Regions from separate parts of the Mus musculus genome. Here region 1 is linked to region 2. A link is a contact called in public Micro-C data. All regions are on one chromosome and are shown on one strand. The core of a region is the stretch at or near the end of the contact, and the rest is flanking DNA. Distances in the headings are between cores, read along the strand shown.

Region 1 (6,591 bases), core at 2,265-4,764, 130 kb before region 2:
TGCCATTACTACCGAATTCAAGCAACTCATTTTCCCTTGCCCCCGTTGGTTCACATGCGGATGTATGCAATGGACACCCCAGAGATGATCAACACACCCCCATAATGACAAGACCAGGGCGAATCTTTTGTTTTTAAATGATTTATTTATTTATTTATTATAGGTACACTGTAGCTGACTTCAGACACACCAGAAGAGGGCATCAGATCTCATTACGGATGGTTGTGAGCCACCATGTGGTTACTGGGATTTGAACTCAGGACCTTTGGAAGAGCAGTCAGTGCTCTTCCAAACCACTGAGCCATCTCTCCAACCCCAGGGAGAATCTTGAACCACATCTCCGCACAATTACTCACACTCCAAGTCATCACTGGCTCCTCAGAGGTGACCCTGGCTCCATATTATTTGTGTGAAATGTGTGTGTGTGTGTGTGTGTGTGTGTGTGTGTGAGGTCATCTGCACATAAGTGACCACTGATGTCATAAAGGATCATGGTCATTTAGGAAACTGGGAAGGAAGAGGCAAATGTCAGTCATGGGAAGGATCCTGTGACCCATCAAGTTCTTGTGGACAAGTGAGAATGAGCAACCCCACAAGGTAACAGAGCAATGAGAATTGGGTATGATGGCATGCATGCCTTTAGCCTCAGCAGAGGCAGGTGGGTCTCTGAGTTCAAGGCCAACCTCATCTACCAAGTGAGTTCCAGTACAGTCAGGGCTACACAGGTGAAACTCTGTCTCGAAGAGACAATGGACAATGACACTGGAAAAGCAGGGAGGGCTTCCTTATAGAAATCAGAAGGCAGCCAGAGAGCCAAGGATGGGGTCTGAGAGAAGGATAACATCTGTGTTCCTGCCGTACAGTTATATCAGCACCAAGCAAGGATGGAGATTTCAACCTTCAGCTTAATAAGCCACTGGCAGTTTTCATCTTTTTGTCCGGGTTATTTTCCGGCCACTTTTAAAAACTAACCTTTGGCATGCAACCTGTGAGAGAGTATCCTAGGCTGACCCAGCAGCACAAATGTGACAGCATTTAACCTCAGAAGCCTGTCCTCCCACATCTCTGGAGGCCAGGAGAGTGAGGCCAAGCAGTTATTGGCGTAAGCTCCTTCTCAGCGGCTCACAGGACAAACTCTTACCTGCCTCTCTCCCAGCTTCTGCTGGGTGTCAGCAGTCCTTGCCCTGTGTGAGATAAAATAGGTTCAGAGTCTGTCTTCACAGGCGTACAGTGTTCATTCATCCTGGCGGTTCATGCCCAGATGCACATCTCCTTATAAACACGGCCATCCCTGTGTTAGCCCACGGGGACCTCTTCTTCATTCAATTAACCCCGAGAGACCACTGTTTCCAATTATGGTCCCTCCCATGCTGGCCTTTGGTGAGAATTGGGGAGGATTGCACTCATGTGTCCACAGCCACTCGGATGTTGAATAAAGGAACACATATAAGAAGTTAGAATGGGACAAAAGTAAATGAATTAATGAACTAAATGAAGTCACTACTTTTTTTTTTTTTGGACAAGCTATCATGTAGACCAGGCTGACCTGGAGCCTACAGAGATCTGTCTGTCTCTCAAGTATTGGGATTAAAAGCATGCCCTGCAGGGGAATGACATTTGAAATATAAATAAAGAAAATATCCCATAAAAGAAAAAAAAATAAAAGCATGCCCCGCTACTACATTTTGACATAGTCTTTTCCAACAATACTATTAATAGGAGTCTAAATTAAGTGGATATTCATCCAAAGAACTCAACCAGAGAAGTTCTTGTACATCCATGTTTATTCCAGCACTGTTCATGGTGGCTGAGCTAGAGAGCCAACACAGACGCTCAACAGTCAAACTTTTTTCCTGACACATAGAAAAAAATCATATTACTTATAGGACAATGAATGAAATGAAGATAATATCACTAAGCAAATTAAGCCAATATCAGGGAGAAAAATATCACCAGGTTTTTTTCCCCTTATTTGCGGTTCCTAGATTTCATATAGATACATAAGGTTATGCAATCAGGTATGACACTGAAGTGGAATTAGAACTGGCTTGGGGGACACTGGTGGACAGAGAAAGCGGGGGAGATCCGCGGGAGAATACATTCTATATACATGCACGGAAACCAAGAGAATTCGCTCTGCATACATGCATGGAAACCAAAGGCCGTATTAACCCGATGCAGGAAACACCTTGCTCAACTGACACACCCGCACACCATTTTCACAGATAAATAGAATCAAAAAGCCTTTTTAATGGGTGAGAACTTGGCTCCACACTGCTCCCGCGGCTGTTCGCACGGCCACACTAATGGGCTCATTTAAAATAAGTAATAATGGCTATGGCAAAGGAGCACACATTATTTACTAGACACGATGTGCCTTTTTCTAATTCTCTTCAAATATTTGCTGTGTGCTCCAGTCTTTCAGGCACCATTAGGTATTAGGTATTTAGAGGAGTACTATCTTTAATAATAATAATAATAATAATAATAATAATAATAATAATAAAAGATCCTTCCCTGAATTGTCATTAGGGAGGAAGAAAAAGCATACACAGACACGAAAGTAAGGCGTTGTAACTAATATTTCTGACATTGTTTTGAGGTGTCCCAATACCCCAGTTACTTATTCTAAGACTGATTTGTGGATCCGCAAGTTCTGATCTATAGCCATTTCCCTCAGTCTCCTTCCATTTGTGACTTGTAGGTAGTTTCCAAATGTGAACTGAACTATAGCTTGGAGCAAGGTATAGTGTGCAAGTGGGCGGTTCTCCAGGCTTCTTGGCCTGGCGACTGGTGGGAACTTGTTGCCACACCTCCTGTGGCGATAGTTTTGTGCCAGTTCCCAAAGACGACGTGGCTGTGGACATTTTACCATGCAGCCATAAAGAGAGGTCAAAAATGTCTTTCAAGTGCCCGGTTAGTAAAGATCTGATGGCGTTCTAAGGAGAGAAAGGAACTTGGATCTTCGTGGACAAAGAATTCAGGTCTGTAGCTGAAGGAGGCGTGGCCACACAGGGCGTTTCCAGGTCCTGTAGAGGAAGCACAGTTCATAGATCTCTGTTCTAACACGTCTGTCTTGCTCTGAACGCCGAAAGTCAACTCGATCACAAGTTTGATCCAACAGTTTGACATTTCAGGTAATTTTCAGACGGAGCGCTGGGGTTGGATCTCCCAAGCAACACAATTGGCTCTGTGCAGGACACCTGGCACGGGGCACTGGGTCGCAGCTCGTCCCCTCTCCCTCCAGGAACAACGATGCTCAAGGACCAGCTTTTCCTCCCAGGCCTCTCCCACTTCCCTTCTCACCGGTGCTGCCCGCCCGGTCCCGGGAACCGCGCCCGTCGCAGGGTCCCGATCGTTCCCCCCTACATCCCCTTGGGACCAGGAGCAAATTCCTGTGGGTCCCAGGAGTGCCAAAAGTGCTCAGCGAGACGGGAAATTGCAACAGTACTTGGCCCCTCGGCCCTCCCCCGGCGCTTTCCCGTAACTCCCGCCCCTGGACACTTGCCCCGTAGTTGATTCATAGCTGGGGCGCGGGGCCGCCTCCACACGCCTGGACAGACGTCCGCGCCCGTTCCCCTGTGAGGCCGAGGACCGGCAAGGCTCCGGAGCAGGTCGCCAGGCGGGTGAGTACGGGACCCGTGTGCCCGCGCTGCCGCCTCCATCCACTTTCCGACGGGCGAGCCGAGAGCTTTGCTGCCCCGCGCCTCTGCCCTGTCCTGCGTTAGTTTTTGCCTCCCGAGACTGCACTCTCAGGAGCCGCAAGAGGTTGTGCCAGAAAAGTGCCACCTAATTGGTGGGCAACTCTAAAAGACTAGATACTCTCAGCGTGCACGTCGCTGGGACACCAGTCCAGGCCTGCTTTGAGGTTCACCGTCCCCTGGCCTCTCACTCAAGCAGCTGGGGAAACACTTGCTGAGTTAGAACTCCCATTTGGGCCAATTTGGTTTCTCTCACAATACCCCGTGGGAGTGGGAGTTGATGGTTTCCCCCAGCCTCTTGCTTTCCAGTCCTTAACTCCCACCCGTCCCTGTCATTTCTCCGGGACTAGGTGCTTCCCTCTCCACTCAGAGAAGAGCACCCCACAGCCTTGGGGGCAGAGCTTCTATGCGGGTGGGGAGAGCAGGTACCACCTCTCGAGCTGCTTGAACGGAAGTGTCACCACTAACAGGCAAGGATGCGCATAGGGGTCAGTGTCTCTGAGAGTAGGCACCAGTGAGATGCTGAAACGGGAGCGTGAATACAGGTTCCCTGTAACAGTTCTTGACGGGCCGCTTGTTCACACACTCTTCATCTTCCCTGCCTGCCTTGTGAGTGACCAAGGGCACAGATATAGGGATTACTTTCAGACGGACAGATGCTACCTGCCTGCAGGACATGGTGAAAGCGCTTTGCGATCAAGCTGTTTTTCAGCTCAGGACTCGTGGACGTGAGGATGGATGTAAGCAAAGCAGACAGAATTGAAAGTGGAAGCTAGGTGCAGACCAAAGGCATTCTGCTTTTGAGAGGTGGTGGTGGTGGTGGATGTCGGGGGAGACCGTGTGTGTGTGTGTGTGTGTGTGTGTGTGTGTCTGTGTGTCTGTGTGTCTGTGTGTCTGTGTGTCTGTGTGTCTGTGTGTCTGTGTGTGTGTGTCTGTGTCTCTCTGTGTGTGTGTCTCTGTGTGTGTGTCTCTGTGTGTGTGTCTCTGTGTGTGTGTGTGTGTGTGTGTCTGTGTCTCTCTGTGTGTGTGTGTGTGTGTCTGTGTGTGTGTGTCTCTGTGTGTGTGTGTGTGTGTGTCTGTGTCTCTCTGTGTGTGTGTGTGTGTGTCTGTGTGTGTGTGTCTCTGTGTGTGTGTGTGTGTGTGTGTCTGTCTGTGTGTGTGTGTCTGTGTGTCTGTCTGTGTTTGTGTGTGTGTGTCTGTCTGTGTGTGTGTGTGTCTGTCTGTCTGTGTGTGTGTCTCTGTGTGTGTGTGTGTGTGTCTGTGTCTGTGTCTCTCTCTGTGTGTCTGTGTGTGTGTGTGTCTGTGTGTGTGTGTCTGTGTGTGTGTCTGTGTCTGTGTGTGTGTGTGTGTGTGTGTGTCTGTGTCTGTCTGTGTGTCTGTCTGTGTGTCTCTGTGTGTGTGTCTGTCTGTCTGTGTGTGTGTCTGTCTGTCTGTTTGTGTGTCTGTGTGTGTGTGTGTGTGTGTGTGTGTGTGTGTGTGTGTGAGGGGGCAGGTCTGGAGGGGCAGCGATATCCCCAATAGGTCCTAACCCTGATGTAAACAGACTTGGAACGGGTTCAGGTTACCTTTTACATCTTAGTTTCAGTTTTCTTGTTTACACAACAATACAGTTTCCTATAACTTTTGACCAGGAACTGTGTGCTTCATTTTAAGCGACTTTATGGCAAATAGTTAGATGACAGACTGGAGACTTCACTTCCTTGTCTCATAGCCTCTCTGCTATTCTTCCAATACTAGGTTTTTTTCCGGAGTGGGGCTGAGGTCTCTGTACTGCTCTGTTTTGCCTGGGATGAGTCACAGGAGTTCCCCAGTTGACCTGTGTTTGAGAATCATCCTTGGTCTTTTTCAACCACACCTACATCTGACACCTCCTGGGAATATCTCAGCACAGTGAGAGATGTTCCCAGGCTAGGAAGGTCGACTACTTTCACTGCTGGGTACAGCTAGGTCAATGCCACCACTGGCCTCTTTGGGGCTCTTGAGTCCCGTTCTGTCTCTTGTCTGTTTTTCATCAAAGGCAGAGAGAATGTGAGAGAATGGGCCTGGTGCTAAGTGTCCAGAGGAACTTAAGCCACAAGAGCACTCACTGTGGATGGCTTTCCCTGTCTCCTCTTCATCTGCACAGCCCAGAGTCTACCTGTTCCTATCCCCCACCCCACCCTCCACCCCATCCTCTCCTGCCTGGGGACCCCATCTCCAGTGCACAGGAAGTCCGTGGGTGTTGATGTTTTTGTTTTCCTTCGTCCCGGGAAAAGAACCGAGTCTGGCACACTGGTACAGTTCTGGAAGAGTGGCTGTCCACCATTGTGCCGGTGTCAAGGTTGGTGTTTTCCCCGTGGGAACTGGGCTGAATGTTTACAGACGCTGAAAGGAAATCAGAGTGTGCACTCTCGGGCTCGTTTATGGGAACAGTAGGTTTGGCCCTCTTCTCTGGACAGGAAACCTTTCCTAGAGAGGGGAGAATAAAAAACAAAACAAACAGCACACAGTGAGATGGAGCCAAAGCACACAGCATTTCCTCATCTTTCTTGAGAAGACCCCTCCCTAAAACAAACTTTCTTGTCCCTCCCTACCTGTAGCTGACCCTGGCTTCACAGTCTTCCTTCCTCCACACTTTATTCTCTGGCTTCCCAGGTCTTGCTTACCTTAGATTATCTTTGAACTGGGTTGCTTTGAAGTAACCCAAACAACAACTCTCCTTACTCTAACAGTGGAGAAGTGGCTGCAGCAAGAGCCTTTCCTCACGGCTGTTACCAGTCTGAAGTGGACAGGCAGTAGTAGAGTGTATTATTTCTCTCTGTTGTGACAAATGATGGAGAAAAAGCAACAAAAGAGAAGAAACGTTGCTTTTGGCTCATGGTTTGGGAGATTATAGTCCACCATGAGACAG
Region 2 (7,392 bases), core at 4,701-7,200:
TGAATCTATTAGATACTATCTTTTCTTCTGAAAGCAACATATAGGTCAACAATTATGAAGGGTCCCTAAAATATTTTTAGAGGTTCTACAAGACTGTAACTATTTCATTAGTAACAAAAGGATACATTGTTTTTATGATACCTATACTTTCTGCTTGTTTTATTTATTCAGTATACAATCAAGCTCTCTCTTGAGGTTCCTCTGTATGTGACAGTAAAACAGAGTGACAGAGAAGCAAACATAACACTCTAGCTATCTTTATCAAGACTTACCCTTAAGAGAGTTACAAAAAATGTAAAACAAGAGCACTCTCCTCACTAATTTTCTCTCTTGGAAAATATACTTTAGAAAAAAGATGTTAGGCTTATTATTTTTAGCATATAATTTATTTTTAATGCAATCTATGCTGAAAATATAGCTCCAAGCTCCAAACTGTTCTACAGGAAGAAATTTTTGTTTCTTGTCATGAGTACTCATAGCATTAGGAAGAATTTATGAACAAACAAAAATATAGGTTATTTTAAATTATAAATATGAGAAGCCAAATCATAGTTCTAAGCTAACCATTTTCTTAAAACAAAAGTCTCCAAGCCTCTTCCCAGTATCACTTGAATAGAACTTCCACCTTCTTTAAAGAAACTCATCCTTTCCTTATTCTTTACTACAGTGAACTTGTGGACCATTACTAAACCATTAAGGCTAACTGGAAAGGAAGCAAACAAGTCAGTATACTAACTCTGCAGCCCACTGTCTGAAACATGCAGTGGATTCAATCAAAGACAGTAGAAAGAAAAAAGAGACAGCAAATAAATTCAATCAATCAATAGTTGAAAGCTGAGGTTAGTGATGCATGCCTGCAATTCTAGCATTAGGGAGGCTGAGGCAAGAGGGTCAAGCGTTTGAGGCCATCCTGGGCTTTGTAGTCTATCTCACCCAGCTAAGCCACATACTCAGACCCAGCTTTAAAACATCAGTAATAATAATATTAGACATTTTCACATCCACAAACATACACTGCATCAAAGGGAAAGATATGATACTTGTTTCAGGATGTATCCCAACCAACTTTACTTTCTGTTTCCTTTCCTAGTTGGTCATGAGGCAATCACAACTACAACAGACAGGGGAGGGATCTCAGAAGCATTGTGAACTGCCTTTAATCAAATCCTTTACTGGGCTTAAACTGTAGCATTTTATACTGTAAGGATGTCAGCCCAATTGTTTGTCACAAGTGCCCATGGGTTGTGGCCAAACTCATCTTGAAAGTGATGAGCTCCTGTTTGTGACATCCATTTCATACTGTTAGCTAAGGAACGGCCACACATTAGAGACAGATGAAGATAGTTGTGGGCAAAGAATCCATTGTCTAATAATTACGCTGTAACTACATTTACATGTCCACTGCAGACAGAAATCCCCCTCAGCACGATCATTTCCTGAGAATATTCTAGCTATCCCAATCACATATACTAATTACACAAATAGTCACGCTTCACATGTGTAACAGCTCTATGTACTTCATAAAATTTCTTAACAAAATTAAAGTGTTTAATGAAAAGTCATTCTTTAGCAGCATGACACTCAACGTACTCATCGCCCTTCTGCCCTCACACATGGAGCGTACCTTTCTGACTAAGCGAAGGGCTTGTGTCCTCTCCACCTCGTTGCTCTGCTGAATGTCAATGCACCTAAATAACAAATAATGCATCAGTCATTGGGAAATCCTGTGCAACAACACCTTACAGGATATTAGACCACATTTACCTTCATAGTCCAGTACAGTGTATTAAAACTGTAATACATGCTTTTACAGTAACAGCAAATGTTTAATGTACTCTAGTGATACATATTGCCAGAAATATGAGATAAAATCTCAAGGGGGAAAAAGGTGCTACACCTATCAAGAAAGAATCACAACATACAAATGAAGCTAAGCATCAGATTCGTGGGAAGAGTTCCCTGACCTGGTGAGTCACAGCAGTGTATGTATACTCTAAAGGAACCATTTCCATTGTCTTAGCTTGTGATTTTAATCACAGATTAAATTGTATCCATCATGACTGTCTTATTCAATGTAATATCCTATTTTAACCAGGCATGGTACACACCTTTAATCCCAGCCCTTGGAAACAGAGACAGGTGGAGCTCTGAGTTTGAGACCAGCCTGGCCTACAGGGTGTTCCAGAACAGCCAGGGCTACACAGTAGTGAGGTTCTGTCTCAAACAACAACAACAACAACAACACTATTTTACTAAATAACTTAAATTCAGAATTCTCTTCAATAATATTTGATCAAGTATCACTTAGATAACATTTAATAAAATAAGATAAAATATAATAAATTTTGTTTTATGTCATAACAAAATTACTTAACTATGTTAGGCAGTTCCTATTTTAACCAATATTTTATAATTAGGTAAGTTACTATTCAAAGCATTTCTGGTTTATCTAAATGGAATTTAAAAATAAACAGGGAAGAGCTAGAGTGTTCGCTCGAGGTTCAAGTCCAGCAACTAACTCTCTACAGAGTCTGTCTCTGTCTCTCTGTCTCTGTCTCTCTCTCTCTCTCTCTCACACACACACACACAAAATCATGTGGATGAAGATTTACATTTTACAACCAGAAAGCTTGGATCATACCTAATCCTCCGCCAAAACCAACTCTAAAGGCTGACAAGCTTCCTGCAGACAACTTCTACTCAACCCTGAAAAGACAAAGCTGAGGAGCCTCATTGTCCATCACGCCATCTCCACTGGGAACATGGTCAGCCCTAGCTGTGGGGCAGCAGGAGCCCTGCAGGGCTGACAGAGATGTACTTGAAGGCAGGTAAGTGGCCAAAGGAGGGAAGGACAGGATTATGAGCTTAGACATCTGTATCAATGCTCTCACCAAAGCACTGGACAGGCTCTATGCTGTGCAAAGGCAGGATTAGGCTCTAATGGGCCCAGTAAAAGCCTACTCTGAGAAGCACAAGAACAGAGCAGAGATGCAGGAAATAATTAACTAAGAAAGATTCTCCAGCTGGGGCTGGCCAAGGAGGAGGCTCTGTTAAATGATCGCAGTTCTAGCTTTAGACTCCGAATCGCTGCTACTTTGAACATTAGCAAAACCTAAACTAGTGAGCTGGAGAGATGGCTCAATGGTTAAGAGCACTGGCTGCTCTGTCATGAGTTCAATTCCCAGCAACCACATGGTGGCTCACAACCATCTATAATGAGATCTGATGCCCTCTTCTGGTGTGTCTGAAGACAGCAACAGTGTACTATATACTATATACTATATAGTATATATTAATATAAATAAATAAATCTAAAAAACAAACAAACAAACATCTAAACTAGTGCAGTAAGGCAAGACTCTTAAATAAAACTCTCCTCAAAGGAAAATGATAACATTATCCAGTGCCAGAAATCTTAAACATGAATGTTTGCCTAGTTTAGTTGTTATAAGCCATGTTTTAAAACAAATACCCAAAAGTCTCAAGAACTCCAAATTAAAAAAAAAAAAAATGACAACAGAAAAAAATACAGATGATTTACATATCAGAACTTCAAAAATAACTGATTTGGTATGTCTGTGAAAATAGAGATGGAAAAATAAAAGCAGAAACAAATTTTTAAAAAGATAATTCATAAGGCAATAACTGAAGCAAACATTAAAGAGGAGGACTTACTGGCAGGGCAGTCTGGAATAAAGTTAGGTAAGGAGTAATAAGCCTTGAACTATGACGACAACAGAACAAACAAACAAAGGAAGGTTAAAAACCCAGTAAGGGTGGGTTCAGATACATGGGTGCTGTAAGATGACCCAGCACAGTGACCTGAGCGCCATGGGAGGGTAAGATGCAGCATATAAAACCCTGTAGAGGGCACTGACTGAGAGTAAGGAACAGGTAGAAGACACGGACAGACATACACTCACTGACAATAGCTAGCCGATGGGGCTGGAGATGGCCTCATGGTTAAGAGCTGTTGCTATCTTGTAGAGGGCCCAGGTTCAATTCCTAGCACCCACACAGTGGTTCACAGCCATTAGTAACTCTAGTTCCAGAAGATCTGATTTTTTCTGACCAATTCAGGCACCAGGCAGGTACACGGTGCATATATATACATGCAGACAAAATACTCATATACATAGTTAATAAATATCTCTTTTAAAAAAAGAAAAATTACTAGTATCAAATTAACCTTAAGACAGCAGATTAAAATAGAGATGTTCATGAACAAGTAAAAGATGAAAAATTCACCTTTTATAGGCCTGTGCTACAATAAACAGTACAAGATCTGCCAAATAAATAGCACTCCAAGGAAGCATGAGGTGCAAACACGGGCAGGCAAATGTCGCCTGTAAACACTGAATGGGCTCAGTAACACTTGTGGAGTTAAGAAGCAGGTGAGGGTTAGGTCGGCACAACCCACCCAGCACAACAGTGCAGAAGGCACAGTCCACTCCTCTGCCATAGCAGGAATGGAGGACTCCAACACAGCAGGAGTCCAGGAATCAGGTCCAGCCTGAGCTACTTGAGACCTTGTCTTGAAAACACAAGCTGTAACAAAACCACAAGAAAAGAAAATGCAAAGAACAAATGAGACAAAAAACGCCCATGTCGTAAGGTGAGAAGCTTGAATTTATTTATGTGACGGGAGCTGTGCAGCAGGAGAGTGTCTGACGGATGCTACAGGACCAGACAAGGACAGAAGGAAGCAGCACCCAGACAGACCTCTCCAAGACACCAAAGTCAAGCCTTAGTGAGTCCCAAACAGACACACACCAACACAGAAAACTCAACAGTGCTGTATCAACCAAGCAAAGTAAGCCACAATTAAAACAAACAAAACCCACCCCTGTAAGGTTCATGGTCTAGTTGTAACCACCTAGGGGAAATACTAACACAAGTCACAAGTTTTACATAGTATCTTTACATAGTACCCAAAGCAGAAGTATGTATTAGCAGAACTAAAAACTAAATACCAATGTGTTCAGTCTATTTAGAAATGAGAAGCCATCATGAATGAATGAATTGACTTCAAAAATACAAGTGAGGGCCATAGTTTACTAACAGCTACGCAAAGTCAAGCCAGTGGAGTACTTGGCACCTTCCACGCGAACGAGGGACGTCCGGATGCAGTGCAGTTCTCGAGAAGCAGAGGACTGAAGCAAGACTAAGGCTAAGGGTCCTGGAGGTGAGTCCTCAGGAGTTCACAAGCATGGGAGGCCCACGGACTCCATAGACTGGGGAAACTATAGGGATTTACCAAGGCTGCTGTAAAAGAAGACAGTACGTCCTATTATCTATATATTAGTAGCTAAAAATCAGAAGAAAAAATAATGGCACTGCCTCCACTACAATGTCTAAAGAGGGTGAGACAGGAGAATCAGTAAGCCTGAAGCCAGCCTGGAATTTGTAGCAGAAACCCTGTCAAAACAAAGTAATACAACAACAGGAATAAATAAATTAACCCACAACAAACAACTGTTGTGGATAGCCCTGGGGCTAACTGTATTTGATGTTAATTCCATTCTCTTGTGAGGGGTTGTGAACAAGGAATGAGTCAGCACTCAGGTAATTTCCTGTAAACCTGCTTCCCACCTTAATTTGTAAAATAAAGGAGAGCTGATGATTAGGCAGATAAAAGGGAAGGTGGAGTGGAAGGTGGGAGAGAGAGGAAGGAGAAAATGAGAGAGAGGACGCAGAGGAGGAAGAAGAAGAGCCGGAGGAGAAGCACATGGCCTGAAGAAACTGCAAGTTCTAAGGGGGTCTCACAAGCTGTGGAAGATGGTAGTGTAGCGGTAGATCTGCCCAATCTAGGCACACAGCATGTAATCATAGTAACTGTGTTGTGTTTTCATTGCCGGGCCTATTTGGGAGGAGATTTACCGCAACAAACAACAGAAGTCCCAAACCCAGTAAGTGTGACTAAAGCTCACCAAACAGTCACGGCATCTAAATGATCAGTGCCGTGTCTTAAGAAAAAACCTGCGGCCCCAACACATAGTCAGCAGAGGACTGCCTGGTCAGGCCTCAGTGAGAGAAGATGCATCTAACCCTTGAGGCCCCAGGGAGAGAGGAGGCCTGGTGGGGTGGGGGTGGGATGGGGGTGGGGACATCCTTTTGGACACTGGGGTGAGGAAGGTATGGGATAGGGAGTGGATGGGGGATGAAGTCCAGACTGTAAAAAGGGATTAAAGAATAAAAATACATTTTACAAAGAGAGAGGGATGCCGACCACAATCACATAGCTAAGCACACATGCATCAGGTTCCAACATCTCCTTCTCTATGCCTGCTTCTAAGAAGTGAGCACCTCACAGACTTACACAAGATTGCAGGGCAGATTCATTCAAAATAGCTCAACACTGAAAACTATCCTGAATGAACAGATTCAAGCATGTCCTAAGCATAAGACCAAATACTTCATAGCAAAAATAAAATTTAAAAACAGATATGATCAATGTGGAAGAACCTTACAGATGATGAGAAAACAATAAATGTATACTTACATATGTCGATTATACACATTAATTAACATGTAATGTGAAATGCAAAGACAGGAAAACAAATCTCTAAGGAGAAAACTATTTACAATTGCTTGAAAGTATAAAGGGAGTCCCTCCTTTGCTAAAAACACCATTAGTCTTGGTCTTACTTGATCATGCACCTTTGCAAAATTAAGCTTTACACCAAAAATCTGTACAGGTTTGGCTGGATGCTAAACACAAAACTTTAAAGGCATAAGAAAGACAGGCACGTCTCAGAACATTACCTAGCTATTAAATAGTCCACTTTCAGTTTTAGCACCTTCTGGAGAATACTGGAATCTTGGATGAGATAGCGCAGCGCTCGCAACCCGGCTGCTCTTACTTCTTTTGCCTCATTTAATAAAGCTAAGCGCAAACTGTAGGAAAACAAAAACGTTCTGTTACACAGGCTTCAAAGACACCACAGTTCAGCAGAGGTTACTTTGCCCCCATGTGAAATGCTTGGGACGAGAAGTAGTTCTGATTTCTTGTATTTTTAGACTGAAACTACTTTCAAGACTATTTCAAACTGAGTATCTCTTACTTGAAAATCTAGACCCCCCAACCTTGTGAATGCTTGAGATGGCTCTAACAAAGTCTCGGATTTTGGAGCATTTCAGATTTTTCATACTTTAGGATTTACTCCCATATCAAGTTCTTTCATGGCTAAGGTATCCCAAACTTTTTGTTATATACAATTAATTCTATTTAAGAAAAGTCAACCAAACAAAAAATACTACAAAGTAAAGAATTGTATTTGGTGATGTCTTTATTCTGTGCTTCCTCTGAATAGTCACACTAATCCAGCCAATTGGGAGTTTTACTCATCTTCTGGCAGATTGTGTAAATGGAAGAAGAAATCCTATAGTCTT

The links. A called contact is a pair of places that touch in the nucleus more often than the background predicts.
Region 1: a contact with region 2 is called in a Micro-C map of embryonic stem cells, with 2.0 times the contacts expected there. The contact joins the promoter of Osmr here to the enhancer-like site in region 2. A contact is called at or near these places in 4 of 39 promoter capture datasets (embryonic stem cells, maxillary cranial neural crest, pre-B cells and 1 more), 1 of 15 datasets of contacts at CTCF or cohesin (the NIH/3T3 cell line), 1 of 484 Hi-C or Micro-C datasets (embryonic stem cells) and 1 of 9 other capture datasets (embryonic stem cells).

What each region holds. Positions count from the first base shown.
Region 1 is chr15:6,871,236-6,877,826 of GRCm38.p6, reverse strand. It overlaps Osmr (oncostatin M receptor), which reads left to right and starts at 3,514. Exons shown (of 18, transcript NM_011019.3): 1 at 3,514-3,626.
Region 2 is chr15:6,744,954-6,752,345 of GRCm38.p6, reverse strand. Rictor (RPTOR independent companion of MTOR, complex 2) reads right to left here. Exons shown (of 38, transcript NM_030168.3): 5 at 6,766-6,897; 6 at 1,625-1,688. Among named protein-coding and RNA genes, the nearest start is that of Rictor, 40 kb to the right of the region's middle. Within about 2 kb of position 5,950, at least 15 of the 459 cell types and tissues checked have an H3K27ac peak or open chromatin away from gene starts, as enhancers often do. A contact at or near this core is called in embryonic stem cells and stem cell-derived epiblast-like cells, where this site is marked.